Linked DNA regions of Zea mays: region 1 is linked to region 2. Evidence: chromatin contacts called from public Hi-C data. All regions are on one chromosome and are shown on one strand. Each heading gives the region's core, a stretch centred on a gene start, on an enhancer-like site or on the middle of the called end of the contact. The rest is flanking DNA. Distances are from core to core; before and after follow the strand shown.

Region 1 (6,481 bases), core at 1,966-4,465, 140 kb before region 2:
CGCCAGCTGTCGGTGTTTTGGGTCCGACCGCACACCCGGGGTTGCCCCTCAAGGTGTTTTTAGGAGTAGGACGATGTCGCCGACTGTAGCTCGATGGTTCGTGCAGAGCGCACGAGAAACTGTGAACAATGATGTACAGATTCGGGCCGCTTAGAGATGCGTAACACCCTACGTCCTGGCGGGAATGTTTTATGTGGCGGATTACAAGGGAACTCTCTAGTGTAAGGAACGTAGAGAGTTGAGGTGGATGGCTGAGTAGTCAGATTGATCCTCTGAAGGGGTGCCCCCTAGGCCTTATATATTCGACCGTGGGGCATTACATGCGGATATGATAATAGTATGCGCCTAAATGATAGTGAACCAATTGAGCCTATCTCCCTATAGTTCCGCCGACCCATCCTTGCGTGGTTCCATCGCACAGGGTTCCAATGCGAGAAGATCGGGTCACTGTCGTGCTTACTTGCTCGAAGTCATTGGGTCGTCTGGGCTCGCACTGATCCTGCCTTACGTCAATCTGCTTCACTGGTCATTCCTCCCCAGACCCACGAAGGGATGACCTTACGATTTATTGGGCCTTTGGGCCTTTCGTGAGGTCTTTTATCCTTCCAGTGGACCCGGGGATATCTGTCCCCCACAATGGCTGCATACAAACATTAGCTGAATAAATACCTTTGGAATTGAAATTTCAAGTGTAAATTTTGCATTTATCATAAAAAACTCAATTAGGGGTCTGCCGTTCCCCTAGCTTTATATATTTAAGAAGATGGGCCCACCAAAACCTGCCGGGGCCGAGCGTCACCCAATGGGATGCCACAGCAACCGTCACAGGGAGGTGGGCACCAGGCCGCAATTTGGTGCGTCACCCAGGATTCGAACCCTGGGCGGGAGCACTTGCGACCAGTGGCCTTGCCACTGCGCCGTGACCCGTGAGCCCCTTCGCAATTTTGCATTTATCATGATTCGTGGATTGTGACAAGCTGAAATATTTGGTCATTGTCCATGGTAATGATCTTGAAGGGTAGGTCTTGTGCATTACCATGATCTTGAAGGGCAAGTCTAGTGTAGTGGTCAGAGTTATCTCACAGTCTCACCTGCTATATTTACGGGAGGCAGGCTTGTCTCGATTTATCCCTTCCTCAGACCCCACTCAGGCCTTGTTCGATTATTCCCATTATACATGGATTGAAAAAAAATTAGAAGAACTTTGACTTGCTTGGGATTTAAACCCACCCAATTCCACTCAATCCACATGGATTGAGATCTAACCGAACAAAGCCTCATATGGGAGCCTCTAGCACTAGGTCTGCCATGTATTGACCTTGCATGCTTCTTAGTTATAGTACTATAGTGGCTACGTGTGATATGAATCTTTATCAGTAGTTGCTACCTGAAGCTCCTTGTTACCTTGTACGATTTGTAATGGAACATGCAGTTAGTGAGATGTCTGTAACAACCAAAGCAGGATGGTATGGCCGCCATCTGAAACCACTGCAAATTTTAAGAATACTGAACATTTGCCATCAGTTTGGAAAATATTTATTGCTTCTCTGTTCTGCCCTATATTATACGATTTGCTGCAGACAACCTAAATGTGTAGTTGGTGATTTTATTTGCGGGGCATTTGGAGCCATTCATTTTAGAGGAATTAAAATTTACTTAATAAAGTAACAGATTTGGCTTGGGATTTGACATTCCACCACTTTCTAAAGTTCAGATATTAAGTCCATCTTAAATTCATGAGGTAAAGGATGAGAAATGATTTTATGTATTAGTAGAAATGTAGCACGTAAATATCGCTGGCATCTTACTAATAATAGTATACAAATATATTTTGCATAAAATTGTATTAGCTTAATTGATACGTGTGTAAATTACTATATTATTGGAATGGAATTCAATTCTAAGGATCCAAACGGGGCTTATTAGTGTATTTCTGAGTGGTTGGATCTTTTCTATGGAGACAAGTTATTGTTCCACTAATATCTGTGACCACTAATTTGAATTTTTGAGTGCAATGCTAGACAACGAATGAGTACTAAACTAGATCATACATGGATATGAAGTCAAGCTGATATTATCTCTCTAATATCCCCTTAATGTATGCTGCAGACAAGGTAAACCGTGCTGTTAGCACCGCAATCTATTTCCTACTTCCCGCAGGGAGTGTTTCCCGTCTCCACCGCATTCCCTGTGCTGAAACCTGGCACTTCTACAAGGGAGAGCCTCTCACGGTTAGCATCACTTCTTGCTTATTCTCCATGCCTAAAGCAATTAGACAACTACTCCCTCCGTTTTTTTTTATTTGTCGTATTTCAGTTTTGAAATGAAATAGCGGGCGACAAATATTCGAGAACGGAGATAATAGTTGGCAATGCTTGATCTAATGCTGCTAGTCTGTGTTTGTCTTAGGTCTTCGAGCTTCACGACGACGGTCACATTGACCTTACTGTCATTGGCCCACACCTTGAGGCAGGCCAGCGCCCCCAGTATACCGTGCCACCGAACGTGTGGTTTGGGTCGTTCCCCACACTAGACGTCGAGTCGTTCGCATCTGATGGCAGCGTTCTTGTCAAGTCTCGGAAGAGGGACCCTGAGCTGCATTACTCCCTTGTTGGCTGCACCTGTGCCCCTGGCTTCCAGTACGAGGATTTTGAAATGGCCAAATTTGAGGACGTGAGATCCATCGCTCCCAAGGCTGAACCTTTCCTCAAGTTTCTTATTCCCTCTACCGATTAACTCCAGAGCAGCCTCAGATGATTGTGGATGGGTTCTCAGCGACTTTCTATACTGCATACTGTACGGATGGTGTTTCTAGTGTGATTCCATGAGAGTTCTGCTTTCACGACAGTGTAGACAGTAAACTGTACCTTTGTGGTGGCACCGGTTGAAACGTTTGGTGCATTGAAACAGAATAACAGCTGGTCTTGATGTTGAATAGCAGGTGCTTTTGCAAAACCCTGAAACCGTACTAGGATGCTGGGAGCATAGGAGGATCTGATAAGGTTTCACGTGATTAAATTCAACCGTTCATGGCTCTCGATCGTGCAGAGCTTCTCCCGCTGCAAAGAGTAAGCCTGCAAGGCAGAAGCCAAGCGAGTCGTGCTTGTCCAATCCGTTTTTTTCATGTTCTGCTTCTGCTGCTTGTCATTCTCACTTGCACGGTGCGATGATACGGAGGTCAGATTGTGGCCCAAGCGCCCAGGTCTGCTGTAAAAGACGGCCCAGATGTTGGGCTACCGGCTGACAGGCAGCATTGATTGGGCGCCCTCGCTACTCGCGGACATGACTCAGATTATTCGAGCTTTCGGCCTTTTGGGCCTTGGTACCGTAGTTGATTTGCACGCATTACCCAGTTCTTCCAAGGAACGGCAACAGACCTGGGTGCTGTTTGGTTCAAGAAATGTAACGCAAAGGGTAATGGTAATGGTTTACATTCGATTACTGTCGGTAACAAGTTTGAATAGTCCGGTATCAATTTTTAGTATGATATCTGATTACGGTGGGACTAAAACAAACATGATTTAACGTTATTACTTACCCATTACGTTACAAATATCTGAACCAAACGGTCGGTTGGTTGAGTAAAAATCAGCTTACGATCGCATTATCTAAATCTGCTCACAATTAAACGTGCGGTGTAATTCTAAATCCGCATATGAAGCAGTCCGGTTTCGAGTCACCCACCAGTTTTTACCGGTGTACACTTTTAGATAATAATTCAGCTATAAATAATTACGTATCAACAATAATTGAGTTATAACTACGGATTTCAAGCCTTCTCACAAAATATTTCATAAATCATTAGCTAAGTTACTTATTCAAAAAAATTACTATTGTATCTTAATTATTTTTGCGCAAAATAAAGAACGAACAAAATTTTGGGTCAAGTGCGGGTCACTCACGGGTTGAATAGGAACCCACACCCGTGAAACTTTAGGTCGTTTGCGGGCGCACCCGCGGATCAAAACCTTCATCTATACCCGCATCGGTCGTGTCGAGTACCCGTCGAGTTTCAGGTCTACGGGTTAAATTGTCATCCCTACTTCCAACGGTGGATAATGATCAAAATCACTCCGCGTACACTATGAGTGATCCAATGCTGCACAGTTTTCCACTACTTATGAGTTATGGCACGCTCCGATCTGTTCACAGCCATCACCTGCTGCAAAGCTGCACCCCTCCATTTCTGATAGGTAATAATGTGGTAGGTTCCAATCATCATCAGTCATGCTAAGAGCAAGGTTAATAATATAGTTTATAATGGGATTTATGATATTTTCATGTCTCATATAGTCAACTAAAAGATTGGTCGTCTAATAACTCTCTTGGTTCAAGTACAAGGAGGAAATAGCTTCAAATCAGGCTATCTCTAGCGGCCTTACTCATCTTAACTCCTATTTCAAACCCCACTATATAAACAAGTGCATTCTACATTGTAAAATAGTGTTTTGCATGACCATATGCACGATCTGCTGAACACAGTCTCAAGGAGTAAAGCTAGAGTTGCAACCTGATCTACGAAGCTAGTCGCCGATAAGGCAAAGTGAAGAACAGTTTCAACACGATGAAGCTAAGAAGAGTAGCCGAAGAAAAGATGGAGTCCCAGTGCATTTGAAGTTGCCTTTGGGAAAAGAAGCAAACCAAGTTAGATAGAAGAAAATACACGTATGTCATGTCCTTATTGTTGTATAAGAATTGTCGTACAGTAGAAAGAGTGTTCTTGTAATTCCATACATTAATGTATACTGGTTTGATTCTATAAATAGGTAAAAAGTACCACCACTATAGAGATGGGTCATTCCATAACCACGTACACATAACAACTTCTCCCGATAGAGCTTTCGAATGTATAACAACACAAAGCTTTGATGTATTTCATAAATATGAATTGTTGTTCCATAATGATCAAAGGTGAGATTTTGTTGTCAATATAAATAAATGCAACTTGTTGATTGTACAAAGTATGTCTCATCTCACATCACAGTATATCTGTTTGTTGTTGATTGCATTTTCTCATGGAATTGATTGGATGCTTCCCTAACCGTCCTTCACTTCGATACCTTTGAAGGGGAGTATTGGCGGAGAGTGCCTCACAACATCCGCACTAGTTACCTAAAATCCATCCTATATTTTTGTTTAGGGAAATAATAACAAAAAACCTGCCCCAACAGTTCCTTATATCATGTTACTAAATTTATCAGGTTCCTATCTAAACCTATTTACTTCCCACATGTAGGAACCAAGACAGAACTCCCGAAATCAACTTTGCCGCCAGTTTTGCAGCCGAAACAACAAGCGCGCCATTGCTTGGCGCCATTTTCTCTCGCAGCCCCAACCTGATCCACCCGTTGCTGTTGCTCCCATCCTTCGAAACCCATTTCCTTCTTCGGAACGAGAATCCTCTGGCCACTGACGCGTGGCCCATTCTTCCTTTCATCAACCACGCGGCGCTGGAGCGAGCCTCCTCTAGTCTAGTGCCACCTAGGGTTTCTCCTCCGTCATGTCGTCGTTGTCCACGCGCCATTGCACCATCTCGATCGCGCGTCCTCCGTGCCAACCTGCAGCTTTCACTGATTCAGGCAAGTAATCCCTATCTCCTCTTCCTCTCACTCTCCCTCTCCCTCTCGACAACAAGGTTTTAGATCTTCACTTCTGCACACAACTCCTCTCCATTCCCCATCTCCATCCATCCATCCCTGTGCTGCAACTTGCATCACCTTCTAGGCCAACACCTCTGGAATGAAAAGGAGTGAAGGACATAGATTCAGTCCAAAGTTATGACACTAAGACTATATTTCTAAGCTCACTGCCTAGTGGATGCACCTGAAATTGCAATCCCGATTTCAGGGTTTGTATAAGTATGCTCATGTCACATGTTGTTGATTTTTCTGCATGTTGTTTCAGAAATGGAAGGAGATGGTGCCTATTTCACCAATTTGTTGACTGAAGGTTTGTATGAAGATATTGTGGAAGACAATACTACTGTCCTAGCTGAGTTCCAGCAGACCCCACCCTCATCGAAGCCAACTCAGAAGCAGAAAGGAAAAATTTTCAGCGAGGATGAAGATAGGCTCCTTGTTTCAGCATAGTTGAATGTCAGTACGGATCCTATTCAAGGGACAAATCAAACCAGAGCTACATTCTAGAGTAGAGTGTATAAGTTCTATGACACGAACAGAGGAGCGTTTGTGGAACATAATCAAAATTCATTGCTGCATCGTTGGGGTTGTATCCAGGATGCCGTGAGCAAATTTTGTGGGTGTCTATCCCAGATTGAAGTTAGAAACCAAAGTGGGATGACTATACATGACAGTGTAACTAATTGTTGGGGCGAAGGCGAAGACGCTACCCTTCGCTCCAGGCCTTCGTCACCTCGCCACACCAACGGAAGCATGATGACGGCGTGGTCCACCCTCCGCCCTCCTCACCGCAAGGCGAAGGCTTACGACGAAGGCCTACGACGAAGTCTTCCCACCCCACG
Region 2 (6,441 bases), core at 1,921-4,420:
CCCTGGGTCGGGCGGAGCGGAGTTCGCCGTCTTCCGGGACTTAGCCCGAGTCCGAGCCCTGGGTCAGGCGGAGCGGAGTTTCCTATGGTGCCTCCGGCGGGGCCTGACTGCCTGTCAACCTCACTCTGTCAAATGGCACCGCAGTCGGAGTGGCGCAGGCGGCACTGTCCTTCTGTCAGGCCGGTCAGTGGAGCGGCGAAGTGACGGCGGTCACTTCGGCTCTGCCGGGGGGCGCGCGCCAGGATAAAGGTGTCAGGCCACCTTTGCATTAAATGTTCCTGCGACTTGGTCGGTTGGTGCGGCGATTTAGTCAGGGTTGCTTCTTAGCGAAGGCAGGGCCTCGGGCGAGCCGGAAATATGTTCGCCGTTGGAGGGGGGCCTCGAGCGAGACAGAAATCCTCCGGGGTCGGCTGCCCTTGTCCGAGGCTAGGCTCGGGCGAGGCGTGATCGAGTCGCTGAATGGACTGATCCCTGACTTAGTCGCACCCATCAGGCCTTTGTAGCTTTATGCTGATGGGGGTTACCAGCTGAGAATTAGGAGTCTTGAGGGTACCCCTAATTATGGTCCCCGACAAGTGTGTTATCCACTAAAGCTATTACCTTATGGTGGTACATGCTAAGATGCCCAACTATACTGTTTCAATCAATCAAAGAAGCAAATCAAGCATTTATCATCAGAACAATCAACCAACATTTTTTTAATAGAGAAAATAGTTTTAATTTTTTTTGTCTTAGGTCTCCTATCTCTTAAAAGTTCATCAATGTAGGATTCCAAGGTATGAAATCTATCTTGTCTTAGAGTAGGAAAGATACGAGTAATTAGAGTATGACAGCAAAAGGTGAGACAAGGTCAAGATAAGATAAGTATAGAATGAATTAGAGTAAGGTAAGTAGGTAAGGATTTGTCCATTTCTAACTAGGTTTCGTCCTACAATCAACATTTCCTCTGATACCACTTCTGTCACACCCGGGCTTTAAGGGACAAAGCCGGGTGCATCTCATACATGCGCCAAAGAAGACAACACATATAATAACAGAGTGTATAGAGACAAATGTTACAATAATCAGAGTATTTGTTACATAGCGGAAGACTTACAAAAATAAAGGATAAACATAACAGGATCTAAAATCCATCCATGGCGCCAGAAAGTCAACTGGGAGACGACGACCTAGACCTCTCACGAACACAGCGCAACCTCCACCATGCGCCAACTAGTGATACCTGTTCTTGACCTGTGGGGGGTGTGAGACAGCAAGGGTGAGCTCACACATGTTCATCGCTCAACAAGTTGTGGGGAATAATGTGGCATGAACTCACCAAAGGTGGGAGTTCATGAAGTGTAAGGCTGATCAACAATAGAGGTTAAAGCTGAGCATTGCTTTTATAAGTTGGTCAAATTTTATTAGCAATTACTAAATGTAAGTAAATACCAAAGCATAATAAAATAATAGAACAAAATTAATAATCCCATGCAAATGCAAATGACAAATTGAGTTTAGGTTCCATAATTTAATCATCAAAGAGTCTTGAGCTACTCGTGACCGTGAGCTCGGCTAGTATATCAGTTTTACACTCTGCAGAGGTTGTACCCTTTACCCACAAGTCGTGTTTCCCATGTCGCCAGGGTTAGCTAGGCCCTTAGACACTACCAAGGTAAATGGCTAGGGATCCACTACAAGGCCTTTACAAAGTTCCACTAGCTTCCGAAAACCCGCTACAGTTTATGGGAAGAGCACTTGCAAGAATCCCCCGTCTGACCGCCATCGTAGCAAAATCAACCCGAGAACCTCCTTGCATGCAACTCCCCTACTGCCCTTGCCCCTTTCGAGTAAGGTAGTCTTCCACTAGCTTTCCTAATTAGTTAGCCAAGGGGTCCCATTCCTCCCTTATGGTGGCACGTGTTTCTCAAGTTAAGCTCCATGTTCTAATTAACAATAATATAATGATCTTGACATGAACATAAGTAAAATAACAGAATAACTGGAACATGGATATAATGAAATATTAACCCAAAACCATATAAAGCAATAGCAAAACTACCCATGTGATTCAGGGGTAAACAAGGTAAAATGGATAAACAGACTAGGGTGACCTATTGGGTCCCATCAAAATTAAACCTATGCATGGTAAATGATTATAAAGAACATTATTGGGTAACAAAAGTGAATCAAGGGCACAACTTGCCTGGCACTTGAGGTTCCAGGTACCAACTTGCTTTTCAGATGACACGTGTCCTCGCGCTAGTCGTAGCAATACAAACAAACATGGTATAGATAAAATTAACATCACACCAAACATAAGTACAAACTGAATAATAATAATCTACGTGTTGCTACGAGATCGTGGGAACGAGAATCACTAAAATCGTAGTCGATTAAGGGGTTATGATTTTATAAAAGATTTGTGTGATTAAAATATTAAACTATATTATAAATATGAGAGATTATTCTATAAATAAATACCTCAACTTAATCTAAGTTATAACTTGACCATAGATTTATTCTATTAGATTATAATGATAAGTAGATTAACAAGACTAACCAACATAGATTAAATAAAGATCTAATTATAAAATAATGATACATGGTATAATCAATGTTGTTACTGCGTAGTAAATACTTATACGAAACTAACGCAACTGTTACGAGTCAAATCGGAATTAAAATGAAGGAGTTATGAATTTATGAAGTTTTAAGTGTTGAATAACATATTAATTAGGATATTAATTTCAATATGGCTTTCATGTTAAAACAGTGTTACCAAGGGATAAACATAATTAATACAAAATTATAGGAACTAGAATGGATTAATTTGGACCATATATGAATTTTCTATGAATAAAATAGGTTTCTACAATTATTCCTATAGTCACAAATCAATTTATAAATATTTTCACTGATTTACCCACACTTTGGACTGCGCGCACTATTTACAGAAACCCTAGTGGCTACGGCGCAAGTTGTCTAAGACATAGAGAACAGTGAGCGGGGATGGCGCGTTGTTTTCTAGAAATCGTAGGGGCTTCTTAAGAAGAATACCCAGCCGAAGGGGTGCCATTGTTTCCCCGCCGTCGGATCGAATTCTAACGACTCAGATTAGATCGAGCGTGCACCCGAACCGGTACGCCACGTCCGCGCTTGGATCACGATCCCGCGGCCCGCAGTGTGCCACACCAACACAAAATCTGATCCGCACGCCCGAGATCCAACGGTGTAGATCTAAACTATGCCTTAGCAGCACACGGACTAAATCGAGACCGTCTCCTTGCGATCGAACGGTCAGATCCGATTAACCCAACTCTGCACGTAGTCGTGGCGGCACCGACCATCCCGCGGTGGCACTCTCGCCACCGCGGCGACCACCGCCCCATACCTAGAATCGACTAGTCCTACACGATGCATACATCAACGCGGAGCGGATTGGGGTGGTTCTTACCAAGTTGTAGACGTAGTTGCTCCCGGCCGCGGTGGTTCGTGGTACGGCGGCGACGATGGAAGACTGGCGAGCAATTCACGGCCCAGCCGATACAATCTCCACTCGCCGAGGCCACAAGCAGGCACGTGGTGATCTCCAGAAGCTCCAAGACCAGCTACGCCCCCCCCAATTTGAGTTTACACAGAAATCTTCCCCGGCGGCACCCTTCTTTCTCCTCCTCTGCCAATGGCGCGCGCGGCGTGGAGTACTCGGGCGACTAGGGTTGGTTGAGGGTGCCGGGTCAGCTGGGCGTTGGCTTTATAGCGCAGAGACGTGGGGAAAATACGCAGGACCGGTTCGCTAACGACTTCCCCCCACACGGAGCTATCGGTGAGGTTCACGACATCCGTTGCGACGGCTCAAAGAGGAGGTGGAGAGCGCAGCTGACAGTAGGCTCGGCTATTTACGGTCTGGGGACTAGGCGCCCGCGCGCAGGTCTCGGCAATCGGTGGAGGTGGGTTGAGCTATTCAGCCGAGACGAAGGATCCTCCGCCAAACACACGCGCGCGGTTGAGTTTGGTTCCGCGAAGAAGACGCACAGAACGGAGGGGATACGACTGACCTCATGGCCCCACGAGTCGGCGGCGTATAAAGAAGTGGATGAAGCGTGGGCCCCGCCTGCAGCGAGCGCAAGCGCGGAACTAGACTGCGCAGCGCGCGTGGAGGCAGAATTAATGGGCCGCCAGAGCACCATGGCCCAAGTGTTGTTTTCTATTTTTTCCATTTCCTTTTTTGATTTATTCTCTTTTCTCATTTTAGATTTCGAATTTTAAATTTAAACTCAGTTGTGAACTTGCACATATATCAAGTGTTCCAATTCAAATCCTGTGATAAAAATATTTATCTGTATATTTATTCTCTTTTTCTTTTCTTGATTATTTCTCATTTTCAAATATTCAAGTTAGTCATTAATTCTCAACTTTGGATATGAATTCATTACTATTAGTGACTTTTATTATTATTAAATACACATACAAATAAAAGCCAACATGATGCATATTTTTGTGGTATGTTATTATTATTATTATTAATCATTTGTTTTTTACATGTGGTGTTCTCATGTGATGGAAAGTAGATACAACACACACATATAAATAAAGGAAATAACTTTTCTCCTTTTATGTTGACTTTTACAAGTTGGGTATTACATAATGCCATTTGCAATATTCTTAACTCTGCTTCAGATTATTTTCCTCAAACCATATGCATCATTGATAGAGAAAGTTTTTGCCAACATGGTACAATAATCTTTGAGTTTTATGTGATCTCATGATTTCAATGAGATGAGTTAAGAAGTGAAAGGGAATGGAGTTTAATCCATTTCTACACTTGTTTTGGTGTTTAGTGACCACCACAACCATATGTACTAACTAGTTTACCAAGTATATGTTCACAACTTCATAAGATTAACAATTATGTTTCTAAAACAGCTCAAATCCAGCCAAAAAGGGGTAAAACTTAGATAAGATTAACTTGCAGTTCAACACCATAGATAAGTTCTAAACACCCCTAGGAACCTATCTGATCTATCTGGGGAGGTTGGAAAGCTCAGGTTTGAAGTTTCACCCTTTTTTAGCTAAGTTGTGCCAAAATTATAATATGAGTTTGAGAATTCAAAACGACCAATTTTCGTGACTTAGACTAGTTGGCTAGTGCCTAGATATGTTTGTCTAAGTCATAGGAACAACCTTAAGTACAACCTAATCGATTTAAAGAAGATTTGCCAAAGTTTGCCAAATTTCAGGTGAGCAGAGGCGCATTGGACCTAGTGAGCAGAGAGGTTGCAAACTTGGCTTCAGTCGACTGGTGCACTAGACTAGTTCGGTGGCGCACCAGATCGATTACGTAGAGAGGGTGTAAATGGACTTTATCAATTGGTGCACTAGACCTTCACACTGGTGACACACCGGACCTGTTAGGATTCAACGGTCAACTTCAGTTTCAATGCCTGGATGGTGTGGCATTCAACGTTGCAGGGTCTAATGGTGCCCTGGACTAGTCTGGTGCTCTCTGATAGGACTGATCTCGTTAGAATGGTCACCTACTACACCAGTATGTGAGAGGTCTAGTGCACCAGACCGACACTGTTCAAGTTTCGGTGCACCTGAAAACTATGCAGATTTTCCCACTTCTCTCCAACGGCTATGTGGGTAGTTGGGGGCTATAAAGCACATTGAAGACACAAGGGCTAGAGCAAACCTTCATACATTCATTGCAACAACTCCAAGCCATCCAAAGCTACACAAGTGTCATATTCAAGTGAAAGGGAAATGTGCATTTGGGCCATTTCTAAGTGTTTTTGGTGATTAACTGTTCAACACACCACTATGAATTGACCATCTTGGTATAAGCATGAGCATAGGTGTTTACAAAGCAAATTGAAGCAGACAAGTCCAAAAGTTTGTTAAAAATAAGAAAAGAACTTTAGGGGCTTGAGTTTAGGCATATTGCAAACCATTATGAATCAAAGTGATAAAGGTTTGTCTCTAGCGCTTAGTCAATTGTTTTAAGTGCTAACAATGTTCATCTAAGTGCTAGGGAACATCTAAAGACCAGCTAAAAGAAGGGAGGAAGTTTGGCTCAAGACAAGAGAAGTTGGGCCAGCCTGGGTACCACCGGACAGTCCAGTGTGCACTAGACATGTCTGGTGCTCGGCCTGATCAGCTGGCCAACTAGCTGCTCTTGGGAAATTACCGAGGCTTGCCGGCTAAAATTCACCAAATAGTCTGGTGTGCACTGGACATGTCCGGTGTGCGAGGCGAGCAATGGCTCTTCGTCCGTGCCAAAGGCCAGCCACGCGATCAGCGCCAGCCAAGTTAGCAGGCAACATTTGGGATGGGTCACCGAACATGTTCGGTGTGCCACCGGACAGTCTGGTGCCCAACCCAAAAAGGAACACATCCAATCAGGCGATTCGATGGTAGTTGCACATTGGCTGTTGTAACACCCTGAATTTGGGAGTATAA

What was found. A called contact is a pair of places that touch in the nucleus more often than the background predicts.
Region 1: a Hi-C map of ear shows a contact between it and region 2, with 3 times the contacts expected there. The contact joins two enhancer-like sites. A contact is called at or near these places in 2 of 25 Hi-C or Micro-C datasets (ear and tassel).

The regions. Positions count from the first base shown.
Region 1 is chr1:213,293,520-213,300,000 of Zm-B73-REFERENCE-NAM-5.0, reverse strand. It overlaps LOC100382548, which reads left to right. Exons shown (of 3, transcript NM_001175282.2): 2 at 2,110-2,231; 3 at 2,410-2,932. The coding sequence ends at 2,736. Among protein-coding and RNA genes, the nearest start is that of LOC100382548, 15 kb to the left of the region's middle. Within about 2 kb of position 3,215, at least 19 of the 20 cell types and tissues checked have an H3K27ac peak or open chromatin away from gene starts, as enhancers often do. A contact at or near this core is called in ear and tassel, where this site is marked.
Region 2 is chr1:213,149,265-213,155,705 of Zm-B73-REFERENCE-NAM-5.0, reverse strand. No RefSeq gene overlaps it. Among protein-coding and RNA genes, the nearest start is that of LOC100216878, 51 kb to the left of the region's middle. Within about 2 kb of position 3,170, at least 17 of the 20 cell types and tissues checked have an H3K27ac peak or open chromatin away from gene starts, as enhancers often do. A contact at or near this core is called in ear and tassel, where this site is marked.